Regions from separate parts of the Hordeum vulgare genome. Here region 2 is linked to region 1. A link is a contact called in public Hi-C data. All regions are on one chromosome and are shown on one strand. The core of a region is the stretch at or near the end of the contact, and the rest is flanking DNA. Distances in the headings are between cores, read along the strand shown.

Region 1 (6,669 bases), core at 1,223-3,722:
CCTAGACCTCCTGTTGGACATTGATATGCTTTTCTTGTCCCCTTTTATATATAGAGTGTTTTAAGAGCAGCGGTTGTTTGAGCGTGGTAAGTGCCCACCTCTATGATCGAGTGTATACACTCTAGCATTTGCATTCCATCTTTTTTGCTAGTTGATTGCACGTTATTGTTACACTTGTTGCACGGAAACGGAAATGGGAGCAAGACTGATGAAGCTGCAGAGAAGATCTGGCCGCATCACCAGCATCGTTGTAGCTCGATCAAACTTACGGTTCGGGAGGGGGCGAGGGAGAAGGCGAAACGGAAGAGATGTGCAGCCAGAGGTAGAGGGAGGTAGCGATCGATTGGTCTCCTTTCGGGTTGGGAGATTGGCCAAATGGGCTGGAGAAACGGCCCAAGTCACCAGAGTGCTCGGTTTTTTCTTCACAGCGGCCCAGTTAGTGAGAAGATTAAGATCAGACGGCCAGGACAAGCCAGATCTTAGATCTAACGGTCAAAATCCTCAAACGTCTGAGAGAGCTCGGAGTAGGTGCGGTTATACTGGACAAGCCAGATCTTAGATCTAACGGTCAAAATCCTCAAACGCCTGAGAGAGCTCGGATTAGGTGCGGTTATACTGTCCTAAATAGCTCTCACAGTGGCTAAACCCCAAAAACACCTAAAACATTATTTGTTGTACTTTTACTTATTCGAGTGGTTGAGAAGTTTTTTTTAACCCAATTGTGACGGTATATTATGATAGTAGGCATCGACTTCCAAGTTGGTCTAGTATAATTTTTTCCTAAGGATATCAACTAAACGTACCTTTGAATTTGAACCATGCTAGGGAGATGCATATGAGCACGAGAACACTAATGCCGAAAACTGGTAGCACAATCCTCAATGCATTGCTCTTTGTCCTTTTACCTATGAAAGAGAAATATGTATACCATAAGAGAAAGACAAATGAATGATGGAGAGAGAAATATGGAAGGGAAGACAGAAAACACCGGCGAAAACTGAAAAGAGGGAGAAATGACACAACCACAACCAGTAGGAGAAAGGGGGAGGAATGACAAACCCAACCGGATGAAAGAGCGAGAATCGACAAATTAAACCAGTTGGAGAAAGAGCAAGAAACTGCGTTTTGTACCGGTAGATGCATCCATGCCTGCAAGCCGGATATAGAGTGTCTCTCCGCCGAGCTCTGCGCCATACTTTCCGGTGTCAACCAACTCCCCAGCCCACACCAAGCACCTTGCCACATCTCCGCCGGACCTGCCGCTGCTCAGTTTGGCATATGCGTACCCAACGCATGAGCAGTTGCGGTTGCACTCGGCCGCGCACTCCTCGAATGTGCTCCCGCCACCGCCTACGCGAGTGAACCTGTCTGGTGACTTCATCCCTGGCAACGCCAAGAAGCCGTCGCCACACCCGCGCAACGGCTGCTTCCGCCGGCACCCGGTTGAGAACCTACCATTGGCCCACTCCTCAATGTTTGCTGGCTCAAAACCGTCAAGGCATTTACATGATGGGGCTGGCAACAATGTCTCGTCGCAGTAGCCGTATGGGCCGCAGTAGCCGTAGCGGGTGCATTCCGCGGATGGCCACTTCCAGAGGACATCCCATGTTGATGTCCAGCCACTCCAGCTTTGGAGCTGGTACTCGCCTGAGTAGGTCACCACGTACCTTGTGTGGGAGGCACCTTCGGAGAGGGTATACGTGAAATACATCTCTTCATCGTTGTCGACGAAGGCGGTGTAGACGATAATGGAGTTGTTGTTCATGCGTTGGCTCATCACTAGGTTCCCTATCCACGTGCCGCTGCGTAACACCGGGCGTGACCCGTCCAAGAGGAACGACTGGAGGAGCGTGTTCCGGTCGCCCCCAAAGGAGAAGCGCCCGGGAGAGGGGTCGCTAGGGCCCTTCCATGCCACCACGCGCTCGTTGTCCACACGAGCCCCGTACTTGTACCGGATCCTCATGCCGGGAAGGAGCGTGTCAGTCAGGTGTTGAAAGCTTTGCCATTGCATGGTGCCGTTTGCCGAGCGGATGACGAGATTGCCGGTGTTGAGAAGAACCGCCGTCGGGGGAGACGACCCTGGTGCGGGAGCCATGTTGGTTGTTGTCGACCAAAGAACACGTTCACCACCATCTCCCTCCGAGAGAACGAGATTGGTGGTGTTGGTGATGGAGAGTGTTGGTGATGCAGATGATGAAGTGGTGTTGGTGGCCGGGGTTTCTCGGTTGGCAACCCACACGACCGTAAGCTCGGGGATGTCGTTGTACCAGATGCCGAGGTACAACTTGGTGGGAGTGGAGTTGGAGGGGGCGAAGAAGCCCAGGGCGAAGGCACCGCCGTCGGAGACGATGGTGGAGCCAGGGGAGAGCGGCTTGCCGGGGACAAGCCGGTCGTCGGACACACTAAACGGCAGGATGATAAGAAGGATCAACACTGCCGTCCCGGTGAAGCATGGGGGAGCCTGCCAACCCATCGATCATTCAGGGCCAAATCATAGTGGAGTAGGAGTAGTGTCTAGCTATAGGCTATTTATGCTGCTATATCTAGACTTGGCCACAAGGACAAAATGCATCGGCAAACAAGGACTCGTTCCAGCCACATGTTCGATTATGGAAGCAGATGGCTCAGTAATGCAAAGTTTTTTGCATTGGAGCAGTTGACAGTATGCTGGATTGAGTTAACATCTCAGCTGTCCATGCCGAAGTAGGAATGCCACTGTCACTGCTGACTAGCCACACCAGTGACTGAAACATTTAGCTATACCGGCCCGGCTGCTCCATCCTCACTGCCCACTAGTCACACCAGTTGACTGTCTTCTGATATGCTTTTTTCTAGTTCAATCTTTTTTTAGAAGGTTGTGTGGGTCACTTTTGATGCGGAGGGAGCCGACCCACGAGGAGGAGGTACATCGCAAGGACGAGCACGTCCGTCGCTACATGGTTGCGTTGGACGTCAGGTTTTCCTATACCTAGCAGGTTCTTCAAGAATCTCACCCGAGCTATGATCATGTGATGTTCCTTCTCTTTGGCTGTCCACCGCCCGCGCCTCAGTACAGCGACAACTCTTTGGATGTCAGTTTGATCAGGAACCGCAAGTGAAGTAGATTATTTGATGATATTCGATCTGTATTAGCTAGTGATGTTATATGATAATATTCAAGATGTATTATTGATAATAATCGAGATGTATTCGAAATTATATTCGATAATATTCAATGATGCATTAAGGGGATTATTCGATGTATTAGTGATATTATATATATGATGATCTTGCTAGCTAAAGTGAACTAAATTGTTTTATCTTTCTTCTCGATTAGTTAAACTATGGATGTTATCGAAAATATAGGTAGATGTAGGTTAATTCATGAGTCCCCGACGATCGCCGGAGGAGGCCCCGGCGATCGCCGGAGGAGGAGGAGTCCCCGATGATCATCGGTGAGGAGTCCCCGACGATCGCCGGAGGAGTCCCGGACGATCGTCGGTGAGGAGTCCCCGACGATCATCGGTGAGGAGTCCTCGACAGTCGTCGGAGGAGTCCCCGACGATCGCCGGTGAGGAGTAATATTATATTTCATTTTTGGTGAAAAGTTTATTAAATAATTGTAAAAGTTTATTTCAATGTAGTTGACTTCATTGCAGTTAATCCATAAACACGGGAAATGTCTAACTACGATATTGGGAGTGTGAACTTTGTGGCGACTATCGGGATGTGTACGACACGATTCACCTGCGAGACGGCAGGTTCTTCATCATCAAGCTTAACGAGACCTTCGATGTTTGTACGGTACGCAACGGTGACAAGTGTTTTTTCCGTAATTAAGCATGACTTATGTTTCTTTGTTTTAACGCGCAATTTCTGTTTTATACAATTGGACTAGTTCCTCCCCTGCCATGCAAGAAGGTATGTCTTGCAAAGGCTCGGTTTTGAAGACCAAGGGAGTATGGAGACGAGGAGAGTTAACCTCACGACTAAACATGATCACACATTTCTGGTCAAAGTAATGAATGCAGTTAATAACACAGACTTATGGTGCTCAAATTAGCAAGCTCTAGCCAAGACATATGTATTTTACGAGGATATGGAAATAACCTTCGATCTTCGACCTGAAGATCATATTGAAGGTAATATCGACATTTGGGTGGATGTCGATATGCTTCCGGTTTTGCCTCCATGTGAGTTTGTCAACCATATTTGTAAGTAATTTGCATTCTATATTTAAAAATAGTTGGTGTTCATCCATACTAAATTTGTTACTTTATAATTTACAGCTTATTTCCTTTCTTCGAGTGAAACACAGAACATAGTTGACACGACACTATACTTATGGATCACATCTAACTTGGAAAGAGAAGGATGCTCTTATCATCTTTGTTATTGGTGTCCTATTTGGTAGGGACAACTTTCCGTATAATATGGAACCTCGCATAAATTATACTTCATACATGGCACTAGTGCATAGGTTGAGGACTGATGACATTCGCGCAAATATCTTAGTAAGAGTTGTTAATTAAGTACACTACTATTGCGTAAAGATGTTCATTACATTGCTAACTAGGCTATTATTATGTTCTTCAACAGAAACTGTCAAATGATGTTGTGCCTTCATTGATGCATGGCAAAGGTCATATGACAATTAAAAGTCCTATGAGGGTTCAGTTCAATTTTCCATACTCGATTGAGCGCAAATCACAAGGACGGCTCTAAATTAAAGCATGGAGAGAAATAAAGAAGGATCGCAAGCCACAAGTTGGAGACCGTTGGATCTCTCTGCTTCATCACAGAGACATAGGTGTTATTCTGTTTTATGACATTTTACCTACGAGAGAGGACTAGGTACTATGAGAGAGAAGTTTTTCTGATTTATATTAACTTGGCATGATCGATTAGGATGATGATTATTATGATATTTTTTGTTTTACGAGATTTTAACTTGGTATGATTAAGATGATGATGAGTTGTTGTTTTTTTGAAATTAGTTGATGATGAGTTGTTAGATGAGTAAGATGATGATGTGTTATATGACATAATATTTGATTAAAGTGGATGGATGCAAGTAATCGACATATGAAACACCTAAACCCGTCCTTTCAAAAAAAAGTCTGACAGCTGCTCACGCGTGGCTGACTTTTAGTCCCGGTTGGTGTTACCAACGAGACTAAAGGTCCCCGCCCCTCAGAGCGCGCTCACAGCCACGTGGAAGGGCATTAGTTCCGGGTCGTGACCAACCGAAACTAAAGGGGGAGGGCTTTAGTCCCAAGATATTAGTCCCGGTTGGTGATCCGGGACTAAAGGACCTTATCAACCGGGACTAGTGATGATAATGCATGAGATCGAACTCACGAATGATGTAACCAGTGGCACATATACAAGCCAATTAAATTTGACTATTATAGGCTTTATGACATAAAAAAATCATAGATATTAATAGAAATAACAACTTAAAGGCCAACACCCCATTTGAGGAAAACATCCTAATGGAGATAAATTCTATTTGCGTTATAAAACCTTGTTGGACTAACACCATGTTATCAGTACTATATTGTGCACAATTTTTACATATTTAATATTCGATATACCTACTTTTAGTACTAATCCATGCTGGCCATCAACCATCCATCCATAATCTGGAAAGCAACACCTGTCACGAAAAATTGCTTTGCCTAATTTTTCATTGTGATGTTGAAAAACAGAAGTCGAGGAACCAAATAAAGGTAAAGAAATCATGTTGCCCCTTGCAAACCTTATCCCCACCAGTACGGGTTTGTTCGGTTAATCCCAGCGAGGAGGGGATTGAAGAGGATTGTAGGGGATTAAGGTGGAATTTGACTTGTAGGGGATTTAATCCCTCCCAATCCCCTACAAACCCCTTCAATTGAGAATAAACTGAACAAGGCCTACAGGGGCTCGGCATGGAGGGGGCAGCTGGGTAATACAATGCTTGACCTTTCCAGGTAAATGTTTTTGTCGTGGGTATAAGCCTGACAGTAGATGTGTAGGGTACGAATGAGATGGGCAGAGTCCTAGCTACGGTGAGGTTGTATGAGTTCAGGCCCCTCTACGGTGGAGGTAATAGCCCTACGTCTCAGTGCTCTTGGAGCTGGTTACCGAGTGTAATATGGAGTACAATGTTTTTCTAACCCTTTTACCAGTGGGGGAGGGCGGCTTATATAGAGTGCGCTGCCCTCCACAACGGTTCTGATTCAAGGGTGGAGTAGTGGCGATTGAATGCATGCGTTACAGGTAACGTATGCTATAAATGCTAGTTAATGCACCCGGAAACGCACGGCAGTTTCCCTCCAGAGAGGTTACGACGCACCGAGTGTATCCAGTCGGTAGGTCCGGTGTCCTCCGAGTCTTAGTCTCCGACTGGATGATCATGAGCCCGTTACCGACTGGATGATGGGGGCACCTCAATACAGTCGGGCATACATAAGGTCATGTCCCTTGCGTGGAGTAGTCCTTGGGTAGGACCTGTAGGACAGGCCTATGACCCTACCCTAGGACTATGACCCCATCATTAGTCCCCGAATGGATTGGGGTTGAAACGTCAAAGCAATGCTCGATGTTCAGATCCGACTGGACTAGGTTCGGCTTAGGCGTTGCTTGCCTCTATCCATTCTATCTCTCTTGGCCGATGATCCGAGTGAATGTGTTCTGCAGAACGGACTG
Region 2 (6,669 bases), core at 1,895-4,394, 250 kb after region 1:
TAGTAGCTAGATGACTTCTTCTCTCTCTTGTATCTTCAATACAAAGTTTCGATGATCTTCATGGAGATCTATCCGATGTAATCTTCTGTGGCGGTGTGTTTGTCGAGATCTGATGAATTGTGGATTTGTGATCAGATTATCTATGATATATATTTGAATCTTTGCTGATTTATTATATGCATGATTTGATATCCTTGTAAGTCTCTCCGAGTCTTGGGTTTTGTTTGGCCAACTAGATCTATGATTCTTGCAATGGGAGAAGTGCTTGGTTTTGGGTTCTACCATGTGGTGACCTTTCCGAGTGACAGTAGGGGCAGCAAGGCACACATTAAGTAGTTGCCATCAAGGATAACAATATGGGCTCTATCGTTGATATGAGATTGTCCATCTACATCATTTCATCTTGCTTAAGGCGTTACTCTGTTCTTTTGGACTTAATACACTAGATGCATGCTGGATAGCGGTCGACGTGTGGAGTAATAGTAGTAGATGCAGAAAGTATCGGTCTACTTGTTTTGGACGTGATGTCTATAGATATAATCATTGTCATAGATATCATCACGACTTTGCGCGGTTCTATCAATTGCTCGACAGTAATTTGTTCACCCACCGTCTACTTGCTTTCATGTGAGAAGCCACTAGTAAACACTACGGCCCCCGGGTCTATTCACATCCATCCTTTACACCTCCGCTTTTACTTTGCTTTGTTACTTTGTTGCTTTCAGTTCTCACTTGGCAAACAATCTATAAGGGATTGACAACCCCTTCATAGCGTTGGGAGCAAGCTTTTGTGTTTGTGCAGGATCTTGTGATACTCCTCCACTGGATTGATACCTTGGTTCTCAAACTGAGGGAAATATTTATCACCGTTGTGCTACATCACCCTTTCCGCTTCGAGGGAACACCAACGCAAGGCTCCAAGGTCACGGGGGAAATCCTTTGCATATTTGCCTCGAAAGTCCCTTAAGGCGTAGCCGCAGCAGAAGGATTCCTGGTGCCGTCTACATGACTAATCTTGGCGCCGTTGCCAGGGAAGCACAACTGACATCACTTGCTGCTTGGCCTCCCTCATTACTTCAACTCTAGCTGCAAGGTTGCCTAATCTTGTTGTTGTGGTGCTGCCTAGAGATGACACTGCATCTCTAGCTTCTTTCAGGAAAGAGCTTTCAGGCAATGGTCCTGGAATCTTTCTTTTCTTTCTGCAGGAGCCTGTAATAGTAATGAAACATGAGAACATGACAGCGGCCGTCTCCACTGACCTCGTCGCGTACTCCGACGTCGACTGGGCTGGCTGCCCCCACACTCGCTGCTCCACATCAGCTACTGCGTCTACCTTGGGCCCTCGTTGATCTCTTGGTCTTCGAAGCGCCAGCCCACGGTCTCCCGCTCCAGTGTTGAGGCTGAGTATAGGGCAGTGGCTAAAGTCGTGGCGGAGTGCTCTTGGATCCGTCAGCTACTACAGGAGTTGCTTTCTGACACTTCCAAAGCCACTCTTGTTTTCGGTGACAACGTCGGCGCGGTCTACCTCTTCGCCAACCCGGTGCATCATCCACGAACGAAGCATATCGAGCTCGATATTCACTTCGTTCGCGAGCAGGTTGCCCTTGGCCGAGTTTGAGTTCTCCACATGCCGACGTCGCAACAGTTTGCTGACGTGATGACTAAGGGATTGCCGACTGCTGTCTTTGAGGAGTTTCGGTCCAGTCCCTGTGTCTCCGACGACGCTTTGACTGCGCGCGCGCGCGCGGGGGGGGGGGGGGGACATATGTTGCATGTATATTGCGTATAGTCTCGCCCATCTCCTAACCTTGTATAGTTGAAATAAAGGTCCACTTGTACCTTATATATATATGTGCCCTTGGCACCCATCAATACATCAATTATTGTATTGCCAACTCCTCTGTCTCTACACCACGCACCGCAGATCGAAGGGCTCATGACCCGACTGATTTCCTTGAGAATTCATCCAGTAAAGCGAGGCACAACCACCTTGCCTCATCCATCGCTATGGTCGCAACCTCCGTGTTGCATCCATCATCATGGTGGCAGCCCCCGCCATCGACGACAACTTTGTCTCTAGCAGCACAACACGGCGGCGTTCGTCTGCAGCAATGAAAGCATGACAACGTGAACTGATGACTTCGCGTGCAACAGCTACAACACGGTGACCTCTTCTGTGCAGCACCACGCGCTCCTGTGCATCAACGAGAACACGTCGGTACGAGCCTTGCAGCACCTGGCATTTTTCAGCATCAGCGTCCTCGCCTTTGTTGAAAACGGCGGGGGTCGACGAGCTCGCCTGCAGAAGCGACAACAAATGGCCCTAAGCAGCAACGAGAGCACGACGACACGACGGGAGACCACCGCCGCTGCAACCATCTCGTCGCAGCACTGCCGGTGCTGCAAAGCGATGCGGCGACAACGCCGCCTTACTGCAACCCCCATTGCCGCAGTGTCGTCGAGCTGCGATGGAGGAACGTGGTGCAGCGGGATGTTGTGGCCGCGAGCGACAACCAACAAGCGGTGCGGCGCGGCGATGAGGATTGCGTTAGCAGCGAGGATTGCGTTGCTGCTGCTATGAATGGCTGGATGCGATAGCTGCGTTTTGGAGAACGACGGGAGGGAATGCATCGTTGACCCATCCGACGGCCACACATCACAGATCGGACGGCTCATGACCCGACTGATTTCCTTGAGAAATCACAGTTGGATGATTCCTAGCCTCCGCCAAAAGACATCTATGCGAAGGTGTTGAGAGGTTCCGCGTTCATGTCAGCTGGATGTCTGGTCCTCAACAAAGCACAGCACTTGCGCGCGCAGAAGTCACGATCGCCTGGGAAGTCCGGAAGGAAGAGCACGGGAAGGCACGTCCATCGCGTAGAGCCGTACGTAGCGTGCATCGCGTACTTTACGTACCCAAAGCAGCCAGAGCGGCCCCAGAGCGGCGAACACGCGCCACAAGCCAGCAAGCAACCAACGCAGTACCAAGTTTCACTAGGCGGCTCGTGAACCGTGACCCGGCCCGAGTGGTGCCGCGTCAGTCCACTCCACTCCACGTACAATCCCCTCGTGTTCTCTTCTCGCCCGTGATCGACCGAGCATTCGAGCCCCTTAAATCCATCCCCCCCACATGCCTTCTCGCCTGCCCCACGCACCGAACCTCGCCACGCCGCTCCAGCTCCCCGATCATCCGTCCGGTCACCACCCCGCCGGCATTGTCAGCCACTGGCCGTGCGTGGCGTCGGCGTGCGACCGATGCCGCCCATGCCCATGCCGCGCGCCGGCCGGCTCCTGCTCCGGCTCCTGCTCTGCGTCGCCACGGTGGCCGCGGTGGTGTCGGGCGTGGACGGGCACACGCGGGGCGTGCGGCCGGGGAGGGCGGCGGGGCGGCCGTTCCCGGAGAACGCGACGCGGGCGGAGGAGCTGGAGCGGCTGTTCATGCGGTGGGTGCGGTACGTGGGCGGCCTCAAGCACAGCACGTTCCACCACGCGCCGGTCGCCCGCGCGTTCCCGTCCTACTCGCTCGTCGTCGACAAGGACCCCGCGGCCGGCGACTTCACGTCCGTCCAGGCCGCCGTCGACTCGCTCCCGACCATCAACCTCGTCCGCGTCGTCATCAAGGTCAACGCCGGCACCTACACGTACGTGCATTGCCCCCTGTCCTCCACTCCTCCCTTACGCCTCTGTCAAGCCCTGTTTACTTTGCTCCATTGGAGCCGAGCTCCGAATTTACTTGTACGTACAAAATTTCACAACTGTTGTGCCGTTTTGGCTGAGATTTTCGCCGTGTCTTAGAATTCTGGCTCTCCGCAACCTGGTCGCAGGGAGAAGGTGACGATATCGTCGACGCGCGCGTTCATCACCCTCGAGGGCGCCGGCGCCGACAAGACAGTCGTGCAGTGGGGCGACACCGCGGACACGCCCGCCGGGCCGAGGGGGCGGCCGCTGGGCACGTACGGCTCGGCGTCGTTCGCCGTGAACGCGCAGTACTTCATTGCCAGGAACATCACCTTCAGGGTACGTAGCTCTCCGCCACCGCCGCCGTCCCTGCTGCTGCTCGGAGCTCGGTACGCCATACGCGCTGCAGGTGTCCTAATAAATCGGGCGTTGGCAGAACACGGCGCCGGTGCCGAAGGCGGGGGCGACGGGGAAGCAGGCGGTGGCGCTGCGGGTGTCGGCGGACAACGCGGCCTTCGTGGGGTGCCGGTTCCTGGGCGCGCAGGACACGCTCTACGACCAGTCGGGGCGCCACTACTACAAGGAGTGCTACATCGAAGGCTCCATCGACTTCATCTTCGGCGACGCGCTCTCCCTCTACGAGGTACGGGGTGCCTCTCCCCCTTTCCTCCCTCCGCCGACGCTCCATTGCCGGCCCTTCCATTCCATGTGCGAGCGAGGTGCAATACTGCGCACGCTGAACAGAGAGGGCAAGAGAGAAAACAACAGAGCATGTAGTACGATCATGTAGCAAGAAAAACAGAGCCGGCAAACACCTGTGGCACGCAAGGCCGGGATTTTGTTCAGTCGCCGGTTGCAGTCGCAATCTTGGCGTCTTGGACCGGCTCGTCACAGCGGCTGAATCATGCATGCACACGGCCTCTTGCTGCTGTCCGCTTGTGCCCCCGACGCCGCGACCGGCGCCCCGGCCGGCGGCCCTACGCCCCCACATGCCCGATAGACGTCAAATATTGCGGTCTCGTCTCGCGCCCATCAGACATGCTCATGTTTTCTGTTCCGCTTTTCTAGATTCACGAGCAACGTAAAAAAACACAGATATGCTCGCTCATGTGCGTGTGACGAGGAATATACGTACGTACGTACGTATGTGCATGACTGTGTGTGTGGTGTGGTGTGGGTGCAGGGGTGCCACGTGCACGCGATCGCGCGGGACTACGGGGCGCTGACGGCGCAGAACCGGCAGAGCATGCTGGAGGACACGGGGTTCTCGTTCGTGAGCTGCAGGGTGACGGGGTCGGGGGCGCTCTACCTGGGCCGGGCATGGGGCACCTTCTCCCGCGTCGTCTTCGCCTACACCTACATGGACGACATCATCGTCCCGCGCGGCTGGTACAACTGGGGCGACCCCGGCCGCGAGCTGTACGCTCCTTATCCTTCTTTCCTTTCTTCTTTCTTTTCCGCCGTCTCCGTCCTCTCTCCCCTGACCCCCTCTCCCGTTTCTGACGGTGGATGATGGTGCAGGACGGTGTTCTACGGGCAGTACAAGTGCACGGGCCCCGGCGCGAGCTACTCCGGCAGGGTGCCGTGGTCGCGGGAGCTCACCGACGAGGAGGCCAAGCCATTCATATCGCTCAGCTTCATCGACGGCACCGAGTGGATCAGGATATGACAGAGGCCGCGTTCGCCGTGACACGCGCACGCGTCATGTAAAGAAGAGGAAGTGGAAAGACAGAGTGAATTTATACAGGTTTTTTGCGGTCTTGTTTTGGGCGGCGGCGAGTGTGTTTTTTCAACTCAGACAGGTCCCGTGCAGCATGGTACTCGATCGGCCCCTCGCTAGAAACGCATGGCAGGCATAATCGCCCGTATTTTCGAGGTCTAATTATTTGTTTAGACAACATATAACTAAACAAATGCTTGTAGAATATTATGTTGGGAAAATCTAACTAACAGCTCTCGTGCTCCGCAAACGATTGTGTTCTCTTTGTCATGCATGCGTGCATGCAATGATTCATCTCTAAATGACGGGAATTTTAAAACTTTTATCTCTTAAACCATTAATTCGGTCGATGATCCGTTTTCATCATTGATTTTGTTTCGATGAAATCTTTAAAACTAGATCCTATGTTGACATGTTTCGACAATTTTTTTTACTCGTACTTACCACGTTTGTTGCACTTACTTAGTCATATTGCTAAGTACTTATTTATCTGATAAAAAATAACTTAATTGCCGTATTTTTGAAAATTGCATATAAATATGACATCTCGACATAATCAAACTAGCATACACAAACAATTTTTTAAAAGCGATTACGCGCGAAAATATGATAACTCAGCATATTTAAAACCGACGATCACAAAAAATCTTTTTTGATCATCATTTGTAAATATGACAACTCGACATAGCTAAAGTAACAAGCACACAAAATAGTTTTCTAACAAAGTTGTTGTAAATACGACAAGTTAGCATATTTAAATTGGAAACACAACCTATTACATGCTTTTTTATATCATGCATAATAAAAACTGGGACAAGACTTTGTACGAAACAACATTAAAAAGTGTCAATCAAGTTATTTTTTTCAGACAAGTAAGTGGTTAATAATATGACAAGTGGATCAAAAAATACGGCAAGTATGAACAAAAAAAATAGTTGACAAAACATGTCGACATGAAATCTAGTTTCGAAAAACTCGTCGCGAGAAAGTCAATGATGAAAACGAATCATCGATTAAATTAACGGTTTTGTAGATAAAACTTTTTGAATTTCAAACATCAAAGGGAATCGGGCCCAGCCGGCTGTTTAAGCAACGAGTTTTGCTACATCTACGTAAAATATCTACGAAAGGTTACGTAAGGGATTACTTGGCCAGTTTTGATTAATGGGAAGCGGGGCCCACCCTAAAAATCAGGAGGGAGAGGTTGATTAAAGCAAGACACGTCTCTACGTAACCCAATTTACGTAAGTGACCTACGTAGGTGTAGGATT

What was found. A called contact is a pair of places that touch in the nucleus more often than the background predicts.
Region 2: a contact with region 1 is called in a Hi-C map of seedling, with 4 times the contacts expected there. The contact joins the promoter of LOC123429430 here to the promoter of LOC123429428 in region 1. A contact is called at or near these places in 2 of 6 Hi-C or Micro-C datasets (leaf and seedling).

Annotation. Positions count from the first base shown.
Region 1 is chr2H:34,591,869-34,598,537 of MorexV3_pseudomolecules_assembly, forward strand. LOC123429428 (putative G-type lectin S-receptor-like serine/threonine-protein kinase At1g61610) reads right to left here and starts at 2,473. Exons shown (of 7, transcript XM_045113463.1): 1 at 1,339-2,473; 2 at 804-905. The coding sequence starts at 2,473.
Region 2 is chr2H:34,842,120-34,848,788 of MorexV3_pseudomolecules_assembly, forward strand. LOC123429430 (probable pectinesterase 53) reads left to right here and starts at 3,145. Exons shown (of 4, transcript XM_045113466.1): 1 at 3,145-3,641; 2 at 3,825-4,017; 3 at 4,115-4,321; 4 at 5,200-5,717. The coding sequence starts at 3,256. The coding sequence ends at 5,388.